2 separate regions of the Sus scrofa genome follow, and region 2 is linked to region 1. Evidence: chromatin contacts called from public promoter capture Hi-C data. All regions are on one chromosome and are shown on one strand. The core of a region is the stretch at or near the end of the contact, and the rest is flanking DNA. Distances in the headings are between cores, read along the strand shown. Region 1 holds the start of PARD6B (par-6 family cell polarity regulator beta). Region 2 holds the start of ADNP (activity dependent neuroprotector homeobox).

The links. Promoter capture Hi-C pulls out the DNA fragments that hold promoters and counts their contacts.
Region 2: a promoter capture Hi-C map of liver shows a contact between it and region 1, with 2.3 times the contacts expected there. The contact joins the promoter of ADNP here to the promoter of PARD6B in region 1. A contact is called at or near these places in 1 of 5 promoter capture datasets (liver) and 2 of 47 Hi-C or Micro-C datasets (liver and skeletal muscle).

What each region holds. Positions count from the first base shown.
Region 1 is chr17:52,191,096-52,196,913 of Sscrofa11.1, reverse strand. It overlaps PARD6B (par-6 family cell polarity regulator beta), which reads right to left and starts at 1,554. Exons shown (of 3, transcript NM_001130532.1): 1 at 1,489-1,554. The coding sequence starts at 1,554.
Region 2 is chr17:52,347,443-52,353,221 of Sscrofa11.1, reverse strand. ADNP (activity dependent neuroprotector homeobox) reads left to right here and starts at 2,490. Exons shown (of 4, transcript NM_001123071.1): 1 at 2,490-3,129. It also overlaps a transcript of DPM1 not described here.

The sequences.
Region 1 (5,818 bases), core at 305-2,804:
GAGGTTGCGGGTTCGGTCCCTGGCCTTGCTCAGTGGGTTAAGGATCTGGCGTTGCCATGAGCTGTGGTGTAGGTTGCAGACGCGGCTGGGATCCGACACGACGTTGCTACGGCTCTGGCGTAGGCCAGTGGCTACAGCTCCGATTAGACCCCCTAGCCTGGGAACCTCCATATGCCGCGGGAGCGGCCCAAAGAAATAGCAAAAAGACCAAAAAAAAAAAAAAAAAAAAGTGTAGATATTCTTAGCGCAATGATCTCAGTTACAGCAATTTACAGAACTTTACTTATCAACTCTGGATAATAGAAACCATTCTATCCACAGGCTCCAGGGAGCCCTCCTTACTCTACTGCACTGAAAATCACCCCTTGATTTTGCATTCTCCTCCTGTAATCTTACATTCAATGATATTTCATTATTTTTTAAGTTGATACGGTTTTACTTTTCTCCTCTTCCTTCATGTGTTTTGATCTTCCCAACGCCACATGTTGCCCGGCCCCTGTTCTCTTTTGCAGTCTCTGAAGCCTACACCTTATCCTTAAAAAGGCTTTAAGATTTTGTCATAAAAAGCAGAGCTTGTCGAAGTCATAACCTTTCTGAGCTCCTCATGTTCCTGGAGAATCAGACTAGATTATCTAAGTCCCTTTTGGCTCTTCGATTCATGTTTGGGGGTGGGGCGGGGGATCATCTTCAAATTCCAGCTCAAAACTCCCCTTGGAAAGCATTCCCTTACTAATCTCATACGCTATCCTGCTCAGGGAGCCTTGCAGTTTAGGAATTCCGTGGCTACCGAGGTAATTATCAGCAGACTGACATACCGTTGGTCGAGAGTGAAAACACTTGACGTGAAAAGGTAGCATGATGGAATGAAAAGAGCACCCAGATTCAAACTGTAAAGGGCTAACGAAAGTAGAGATTGTGTTAATTTTATAGATTAAATGCATGCCAAAGTTAGAGCTAGAAAAATCCCTAGCAGGAGGCAAAGCTAACTTTAGAAGGGCTCTTAAGTTCCCTGGGCTCTCTCACCACTACTCGATGCACCCTTGAACCACAGGAAGAGGTAACATTTTGTGACCATGGGTGTTCTAAATACCCTTTACTCATAGGCCAGGAGATAGAATTCCTCCAAATGTTTCGTACCACGCTCCGCTCAAACGTCTCCCACCCTCGGGTAGACCTCGGCCCTTGCTCCCATCCTAGAACAGGAACGATTTTTATGGAAGGAGACTGGTCTTTTTCCTACCTGGAGCAGGGGCAGACACGATGCCCCCACCCTCGCCCCCTTCTCAGCAAGTTCATTACCCACTTTCTTCTACCTACAAAACCCACCACTGCGTCCCCTACGCTCTCAAGCCCCCGGGCAGCTCCTAAGGCCGGCCCTGGCCAGCCCCTGGCCTCCCCCAGGCCCCAGTCGGTCCCCTTCATCCCCACAAGGCCCCGGCCCCAGTCCCCATCTAGCTGGCCGCTCCGCCCAGCCCGGGCCCCGCGCACCTTGCTCTTCACCTCCATGGTCCCTAGGCAGCCGCTGCCCGCTCCGTGCCGGTGGCTGCGGTTCATCCTGAGGCCGGGCCCCTCAGCGGCCTCCTCCAGCGGGGCCGCCCCTGGAAGCGCAGGGAGCTAGTGCGCGGCGGGTGGAATCGCGACGCGGCTGCGGCCCGGGCGCCTCCTCACAGGCACCTGCAGAGGGGCGGCCGCAGCTCGGGTTTCTGCGCAGAGCTCCGCTCGACTGGATCCTCACGCGGCGGAACCAAGGGTCGGACTGGCGGCGCTGCAGGCGGGGACGCGACTCCCTCCCTCCCGGCCTCCGCGGCGGCGGAGACGCTGAGAAGGAGGAGGAGGCGGAGCAGAGGAGACAGGCGCCGCAGCCTCGCTCCCGGCCACCTCCCCCGCGAGCCCGCGCGCGCGCGCACTCGAGCCGGGCAAAAGCCGCGGCTCGTGCGCGCGCTCACCTGCAGCCTCCGTAGACGCCTTGGCCGCTCGCGCTCCGCCCACACCCAATGGGAAGCGCGCACCTGCGCCCTCAGCGCCAACCAATTGATACACGCCTCGCGAAGCGCATGGGCGGGCCGCCTTCTCGAAAATCCCGCCTACCGCCGTACAATTGGTCCCGCGTTGCGAGGGAGGGGCGGGATCACCTGAAGCCTTGGGCCTCCTCTCTCGACCAAGCAGGAGAGCTGGAAAGCGCATGCGCGCGCTCTGGAGTTTCCGCCCCGGGACCGCTGGCCGGAAGCGTGAGCGCACCTGGAGACGAGCTAGGGCGGGTTGGCCGTTTGCGCACGCGCAGGCGCGCGCCGCGTTGCCTTGCACCCGGCCGGAGCTCGCGCCCGGGTGATTGCGGAGGCGCGGTGGGGCTGATAGGTTTGTGCTGTCCCTTCCCTTCCACTTTGGGATGCTGCAGCCTGCAACAATGCCCCTCCAGCACCCATATACGTCGTTTAGGCTTCTGGCTGCAACTCTGATTGCAAAATTCAAGTTTCTCGCCTCTGCAGCAGTTACTGGGCAAGAATCTCAGGGGCTCTCCTGACTTAGTTTTGTTAGTAAAGACTCTTCAGTCCGTCAGATCCCAAGGGGTTGAGTGGGCACTAGAACGGAGGGCTGAGGCCATGGATGGCTTCTCGAAGGTCCGGCAGAGAGTACTTCTAGATCAGCCTTCCAGGGCTTTCCTTTTTATTTTTTTTTTTAATCTCTGAAGTTTCCCTCTCCCTCTGGCCGTTTCTGGGCTATTCGCTTTGTGCACCAATGACTGGATTGTGTTCGTTGTCTCCCCACCCGGCAGATAATAAATGACTGAATCCGTCTCTCTAAATGCCCCAGAACTGGCTTTCTCCTCACAGGAACCCTGTTCAGCACTGGCCCTGCTAGGGCGGTGAGGAGACCCCCAAGGCCCCCACCCACCTGCAGAGGGGCTCCCAGCAGCACTGCTGCTCATCAAAATCATTGGAACCCTCCATCAGCTGGACCTGGGCTTGCGGTTGGGATTTCTAACCTGAGCCGGCCAGGAAGAGCTGGTTAGGGTGCTTGATTCCACCCGAGTCCCCAGGGCCTTCCTCCTCTATCTACTGCCTCAAATCCCTCTTAACACTTTGCACCCCTCCTTCCCAGCACTTGTGTCAGGTTCCAGTTTCCTGAGTGTTTTGCGAGTAACCTGCCTCTGCCCCAGAATGAGCGCTCGGAGAAGGCAGGGATCACATCTGCTTTGCTCCCTCTGGAGCAGTAGCGCCTGCCTGACTTGGCAGGTCCTCGGATACGTCTCTGCAGGAGGCTGCCTCCAAGGAGGGTGGTTTCTCTCTATGAACTTTGCCCCGCCTTGGTTCAGAGGGAAGAAGCCCACCGTTCCCCCAGGGGTTCAGTTCACCAAATGTTCCAGGAGGAAGTTAAGGTTTTTCTGGCTATTTTGGGTGGGAAAGGACACCACCCCAACCGGAACAATAATAAAGCTGCCTCTGTGCCCCTTGTTCAAAAGCACCTACTATGTGACAAGCTAAACTGGAGATGAAGCGTGGTGCTGTGATGGGGCATCAAGATGGCTTTGGTCTCCAGGCGCCTTCATACTCTTTCTTTTTTTTTGTATTTTAGGGCTGCCCACAGCATATGGAAGTTCTAGGCTAGGGGTTGAATCAGAGCTGCCGGCCTACACCGTAGCCACAGTAACGCGGGATCCGAGCCTTGTCTGCGATCTACACCACAGCTCATGGCAATGCTGGATCCTTAACCCACTGAGTAAGGCCAGGGCTCAAACCTGGGTCTTCATGGATACTAGTCAGATTCATTTTCGCAAAGCCACATTGGGAACTCCCCCAGACCCCTTGAAACTCTTATAAATTATGGAGGACCTCTAGGTATTTGGTTTTGTGTGATATATCTTTCAGAATTCCTTGCATTAAAATTAAAACTGAGAAATATTTAAAACACGAGACTACAACAAGCACACACTCTAGTACTCATCCAGATATCATCCATGTCCTATCCCTTCTGGAAAATTCCACTGTTTACCTATGCAACAGGAGGGTGAGAAGAGCAAGTGACTTCTTAGTATTGTGAAAACAGTTCTGGCTTTGAGAACCCCCTGAAGAGTTCTCAGGGACCCCTGGGAGCACACAGGTCCCTACCTTTAGGGATCTCTATTGTTGGCTATTACTCTCCTGTCCCCACTCGCCAGGGCCCCAGCCTGGGCCCCAGTCCTGAGTGAGCGCTGGTTGGGTGTGTTATCAGCACTGATTTATCAAGCCCTTTTACAGAGGAAGTTCGTGGGTGCCAACACACCTGCGTGGGCCCTGCATTCCTGGAGGTGTCGTCACATCCTCTGTGCCCTCCCCCGGGTGTGGCATCGCTCTTGGACTTTCCTTTCTGGAAGGGAGGTTCAGGCCAGAGCTTTCTGGATCTCCTAAGCGGAATTTGCTCTGAGGCCTGCATCACAAGTGCGCCTGGGCTGTGTAAGGCAGGAATGTGGGAAATAGTTTGAACTCGATAAAGGCGATGGGGAGGAGGGGGGCCCTTTCATTCCGAGAGCGAGGTTCCCGGCACCAGTTTGTTCGCCGGGCCTGAAATTCAGCCTTTCTTGAGACGCAAGAAGCCCAGAGAAACAGTGGAAACGGTGCAGGGTTTATGTTTCGGTTTCTTTGAAGGTGGAACCTTAATCTCATTTCTCTCCATCCTCCCTCCCCACCCCCAAATCCTCAAGCTAAAGCTGATCAAGACCTACTCGGGGAATGACAAGCTGGTCCCAGGCCCGAGAGAATTAATACTCAGGGAGTGGGGGAGATAAGCGCGGTGGGTGGATGACAGGGACTCTGTAAATTACAGGTTCACAAAATCATTAGATGGGAACGATGACCACACCCACGGACTGTCAGATCTCTCCAGCCCATCTCCGCCCTCTTAAAGAAGCTAGTGAGGGTTCCAGTTCTGCTTTATCCCTCTTTCCAATACTTTGTCTTCATAGACAACTGTTGTTTGTTCGGAATTTACCCTGTGAAGTGGAAAGAGGTGGTAATTTTCCACACCTCGTTGTATTGATTTCCATCTTGCATAACAATGCTTTTTTTCTTTTCCTTCCTCCTCTTAGGGAAAAAAAAAAAAAAAAAAAAAGAGAGAGAGGTGGCAAGAGGTCACCTATAACGGTGGTGAGGTTTTTTTTTTCAAGAAATTTCTCTCGCCAGCTCTTTTTCCCCTTGGTTGCTCAGGTGCCATTTTTGATGGAGTTGGTTAATCATTCCTGGAGAGGGAGGTGGAGTGCACGTTTATGAATCTCAGGCTACTCACCAAAGCATTTTAAGCCCTGCTAAGGCAGAGGGGGAATCAAGTCACGTGATCTGTTTTCTGGTTAATGGCTTATAACACTCGCAGCTCGGGAAGCTAATGAATTATCTCCCTTAGCCTGTAAGAGACTCAATGCCAGTTTGGGTCAAAACCCATCTTCATGGGAGGCAGCATATGCCTGGCGCTGTGCAAGAGCCCTGCCCTTGAGGACTTTGCCTTCTGACCTTTTCCCCCTGGGACTCGATTTCTTCATCTGTAAATGCAGGCGCCTGGATGAGATCATCTTCACAATCCCTTCCAGCTCTTAACATTTTATGGTCCCCCAGGGATGGGAGATTGATCGTGGTTTCAACATTACCAGGGATGAACTAGAATGAAAAGGGGGGATCTTTGCATCGGGGTCAACAGGCAGGCAGGAGTCAACAGCTAAAACATTCCACTTCTTGGGAGGTGGTGATGAACACGACAACTAGCATCCAGGAGGGTCCTAGCTGGTGCTGCGAACTCTCCTAAGTGCTTTCCTGTAAATCGTCTTATTTACTTTTAAGCAGCATGAAAGAGT
Region 2 (5,779 bases), core at 1,241-3,740, 160 kb before region 1:
ATTTTCAGCTATAACATAGCTTTTAGATCATGCAGTATTTTTTTTACAATTCTGAGTAAGATACATTCAGCAAATACAAGTTGACTCTCCTTTGCAAGTAAAAGGAAGGGGTGTGTCTGTGTGATTTAATAAGCATATTTAGTGAACAGTATTCCTAATTACTACATTTTCCTGGCCTAATTTGGCTGCTAAAGAAATTTAAAGACTGGTTTTTCCACATGCATTTCTAACAGATCCTACCAGAAATGAATACCAGAGCTTAAAACCTTTGTTGTCAGTTTAAACATTACCTGTCCCCATAGTCGAATCAATAGGACACATTCCAATAAGGGCCTCAACTGTTTCCCTTTTATGCAGAGCTGAACTGCTGGCCCATCACCACCCTCCTTCCTTGGAGAAGTGACTTGTCTCATCATTAATAACAACTAGAAAATTCATCACCACTGATGTAAAATTAGTTTTAAGGTTACATAATACAAATATAATACTTTTTTGGGGAGTGTTTAGATTCTGTTCTTTTTTATCTAAACTCAAAGTTAGGTTTTCGTTAACTATGTGAAGCAGAGCTTAAATTACCTCAGAGAACCCACTATATGGTATTGCCTTCTAGAGAAAGTAGCTTTTACCTTTTTAGTCTTTTTTGTTCTTATTCCTACAGTCATTCGACTTACTGTTGGAATTTACACTAAAGTATTTGAGCAGTGAAAACTTGCACCATTTGGAAGTTATTTAGAAAAGAATTTGGACTGTTTAGATGCATTTTTGTAGTAAATGGTGATTTAAACACTATAAAATCTTTTTAAATATTTACATGTGAATCCAGCATCCCTTTTTACTTTGTAAATGGGGCCAGGGACAAAATCCAGATGTTCTCCCATTGTATTATCGCAGTATGAAATCTAAGTAATATAATATCTAAGGAAAACTAAACAAAAAATTATTTTACATTTTTTATATTTCTTCTTGCCTGTCTTCTACAACATGTAATTAGATCTTTCTTCTTTGTTTCTGTAAATCGAATAGTTTGCCGCCGCCCCCCAACAACTTTTTCTACCTATGTTCTCTTGAAATACTGATTTGGCTTTTTTTTTTTTTTTTTTAATACTCAACAGCAGATGGAAGTTCCAGAGCCAGGGATCAGACCCACGCCACAGCTGCAGCAATGCCAGATCCTTAACCCGATGTACCACAAAGTAACTTCTTGATTTGGCTTTTAAAGATATATTTTATCACAATTCCAGAAATTAATGGAATGCTGTGTTGGATGAAACAGCTTGTTAAATCTTCTGACTGAAGCCTTAGACATATTGGGCTATATGTAACCACCATTTGTACTATTTGCAATTAAATCAGAGTCTTCTGGGATGAAACTTTTCACTTGAAATTTATTGAAACACCAAAGGATAAGTGTATTTACAGAGCACATCTTAACGGGTTTGGTTAAATCCTTCACAGTTGACATTTATTACTTTTCAGTATGTTTAGTAAATGATAGACACTCAGATGCACTCAACTATAAAAAGTGGGTTCAAGAATGTTGAAAAGATAATGTGTTGGTTGGGGTTGACCTAAATTTACCGAAGCCCATGTTATGCTGTCCAGATTGTGTGAGCACCAGAACTGACTGTCTTTGGGACTACAGTCTAAATGTGATTTTAAGGATCTTGCGGAGACCCATGGGCAACATTTCTCATCCTTTAGCTTCACTAGTCCAGTGGCCTCAAAACGATAGGGATCTCACTTGTTTTCTTCAGGCCAAAGATAAGAGCCCATCACTGACTTGGAAGGAAGTCCAGCCCCAGGGCAACAGCTGGCCTTCTGTAAAACGCAGGCCTGTCCATCCAGTAGCCCACCCTACCAGGAAGGGGTCAAGCATCCATGGGGTTGTGTCTCATCTCAAGGTGATGTGTGAAGCACGAGGCCCTCACACCTCATTTAAGGCAGGAGGCGTCCCTGCCCTTCCCCACTGTTGCCCAGCCCCTGAGAGCGCGGGCTTCCCAGCACGTGGAGCCTCGGGGCCGCCCGCACGCCCCCTCCCGCCTGATGTAGTCCAGGCCCAGCTGGGCCCGCGCAGGGATCTCCAGCACGGCCACCTGACTGAGTGCAGGGCGTGCTGCGGCCCGCTGCTGGTGCCTCCGCCGCCAGCGCTGTGGCCAGAGGAAGGCGCCCGCCTTGCACACGGGCCATGGAAGCGCACTGCGGCCATTATCCGCGGCGCCTCCTAGTGGGTCAATGGCAAATCCTCTTGGTTCTCGCGAGAGCTCCCCCTCAGTGGGGATTATATAATTTCCCTTAGGCGGGGATGGGGGTGCTGATGCCACCCTCCTTCAGAAAAAGTTAGGTGCAAGCACAGGTGAGAGTAAGAGTTGTCTCTGGGGGACATGGGGGTAGGGGTACTGTCCCCCACTGCCCCCCCCCACTTAGCTGGACAATGAGTCCTCTTATGCTAATGAGTTCTTACGTCACTTCCGCTCTTTCTCGGCCGCCATTTTGGCTAGGGCAGGTTCGGGGACTCGCTCCGAGGCGCTTGTATTGTCTGCCGAGGGGAGACGCGGGATCAGCCCCCTCCCCCGCTCGTTGCCTCCGCCGCCTCCGTCGGCCCGGTCTCCCCTCCGCCGCCCGCCGGGATCCATGAACTGAACTCCCGCCCCCCGGCCGCCGCCATCTTGTGCCCCCTCCCCCTCCCGCGGGCAGCGCTAAGGGGGATTTTGGCGTCTCCTCAGACACAGCTCCCTCTCTCGGTCCCCGCTGCTGAGGAGCGAGAGGAGCGCGGCCGCCGCCGCCACCCGCCTGCCCGCGCCGGTGAAGCCGCCTCTCCCACACCCTCCGTCTCCTCCCTCCGCCCCTCCTTTGTCTGCACCGCTCGACGACGCCGCCGCCGCCGCCGCCCGCGCGGGGACTGGAGGGAGCCGCTCGCGCCGCCGCCGCCGCCCGCCGCTCTGCTGCGCCCGCCGCGCCCCCCGGCAGCAGCCGCGGCCGCGGCGCGAGCCGGAGCCCGCCGAGCCGGAGCGCGACGAGGCCCCGGGCGCGCCCTCGCCGCCGCCAGCGCCGTGCCGCCGCCATCCGCCCGCCGCCGCCGCCCGGCCCCGGAGCACGCCGGCCCCGCGCGCGCCTCGAGGCCGAGTCAAGGTAAGCCCGGCGCCGACCCGCGCGGCCCGGCCCTGCTCCCGACCCTTCGCCCGCGCGGCTCCCGCCGCCGGCCCCGCGGGCGCATTGTTGTTTAGACTGCCAGTTCTCTGGCCGCACACGCTCTTTTGCACACTCCGGTGCTCAAGGAGCGGCCGCCCCGGCGCGGACCGCTACTCGGGCTCTGCCCCGGGGTCCGGGCGCCTCCTCCTGCAGCCCGACCCCCCTCCCCCGCCCCGTGAGTCCGCGAAGGCCAGCAGCCTGCCCAGCCACCGGAGCTTTTGCAGCTAGTGGCATCTCCCTCCACCCCGCCCCCAGCAAGAACCGAGCTTCTCCCATCCTTGGAACTAATCCTTTTCTCCCCCCTCCCCCCCCCCGCAAACGAGCACCCCACGCATACCCCCAGTGCCTGGGACGAGCCTTCTGCCAGGTCTACCCACCTTTAGTGGGGGGGGAGCGGGGGGGCGGGGAGCATGCATGGCAGGGAGTGAAAGTCTTTGCTTCCCCTGTGCAATCTTCCCTCCCTAACGTGCCAGCTCCCCTCCTATCCTGACCACGGAGCCCTCCGCCACCCCGTTTTCTCAACTGCAGCTGCCTGGTCAGCACAACCTCTTGCGAGCATTCTGAGCCCCAACTTTGCAATAAGATGGTAAAAAATGGAAATCCGGAAAGCTGCGAAAGATTTTTTTTTTTTCAGTGCAATGAATGGGGAGTAGTTCTTTGAGCACCCTTTTATTCACCTCTTTCCTCTGGGCTGCCTGCCTGCCTTCCCCTCCCCCCCAACCTGGATGCCTGTCTGCTTGGAAAAGGCGCGATTGCTTCTCTTCCTCTTCTGCCCAAGACCAAGCGCTAAGGTCTCACATTCTTTTTAGCCACACACGTACCCACACTCATACCCACACTAAGTCTTCTTGATGTTCTTGCATTTCCCAATTCCTCTGGACAGTTCTTGCCCTAACCCCATTTCTCAGACAAAGGCTTAGGAGGGGAAAAACCAAACTGTTTCCTGTGTTTGCCATTTTAATGCTGTCCATCCCCACACACCCAGTTCCTTTCCCTGATGCTTCTTATGCCAGTGTCTTGAACCTTCAAAATGGGGGGGGGAGTCTTCTAGCTTGATACAGTTTCTTTATAAATCTGCATTGTTGCTTCTGGTTTATGGCCATGAAGAAAATACCAGCCCCCACCCAAAATGCACCGCAGCCAAGTCGGCTAAAGGCAGTGAGTGTTGGAGTCAGTAGGGGGCGCATTCCCTGCACTGGGTAAGGCTGCAGAGGGGGGAAGGGCCCCAGAGCTAGAACAGGATGTGCTTCACAGCGCCTTCTACAGACCATGGGAAAATGGACCCAGCAAGACACTCACACTCCTAGTTGGTGAGCTGACAGCAACATGGTGAAGGATCAAGTGAGTCAAGAGCAGTGATTTTATTTCTCTTAAAGAATCTACCTTGCATTTTAGAGTCTAAGGGTCAAAACTGTTGACCCTTAGACAGTCCACGTTTGTTCTTGACGAATCACCTTGGCACATCCTTGGTACACAGATTTTCCCTTCTCTCTGAAATTCTTCCAACTTAAGCTTTGAATGTGTTACTATATCTTTCCAAGGTCAGATGGTAAAAGGGGAGGTTTAAAACCTGAGAGTAAAGGGCTTGGGGTATTGCTGATTACATCCCTCTTCATGGCCCCAATCTTTTCAACTCTTTGAGAGTTAGGAGTCCTTCTTGAGGGATGTTAGATTTTAGTGGGGTAGTAATTTGCATAAGCATGTAGATGAGTGTCATGATTTGCAAAGACTTGTTGGTAAACATCAAGCCCATGTTGAGTTCTTTGTTGTCAAACTCAACAGGGTTGATTGTAAAATTTCGTTTCTTGCCTACTTTGGACTTGTAATTGCCATTTATTATCTCAGCAGCCAACCACCTTTGCAAAATTGTTGACACCAGTCTTCTGTGAGCACCCAACTTTTTAGGGTGTGTTGATTTCTATAGATTTTACTCCTCTTGTTATTTCCATAGGTGTGAGATGCACAATGCGAAACCTAGGCCCCAGCTTTTGCACCATGATGCACAGGGTTGTACTTTTTGTACTGAACTGATAGGTGGCCTAGTGGTTATGCCCTGTACTACCATTTTGAGGATCTGGACTCCGTTCCTGCCTTGCTCTTTGGACCACATTGTCAATTCACACCGGTGGGTATATTCATTTTGGAGGGTGGGAACTGCAGCAACAGGGAAGCCAGAGACTTCTTCCTCTTTGGTCACCACCAAAGCCAGCACTTCCAAAATTTCAGCCTAACCGCATTCCTCTAGGAACCGGTTAGAGCTGGTTGGTTGGAGCTGGTTGCAGACGTGGGTTCTGAACAGAGAAATTACTTGTGGTTTCAGAGAAAAAAAATTTTTTTTAAGTTGCTAATATTCTGCACTCTTGTGTTTAAAGTATGTTACGTATTCAGTTACTGTTATTTTGATGACCCAAACTCAAAAGAGTTGCCAGTCTTTTAAAAATCTTAAAAGATTCTCTGATCAGAACAGGCCTTTCCATGAAAATGTACTTGCTACTGCAGATTGACAGTGATTGTTGCTACTCAAGGGTACTTTTAAGATTTTGTTGCAAGTATGTTATAAAGATACACTGAGTTAAATTCCTGGGGAAAT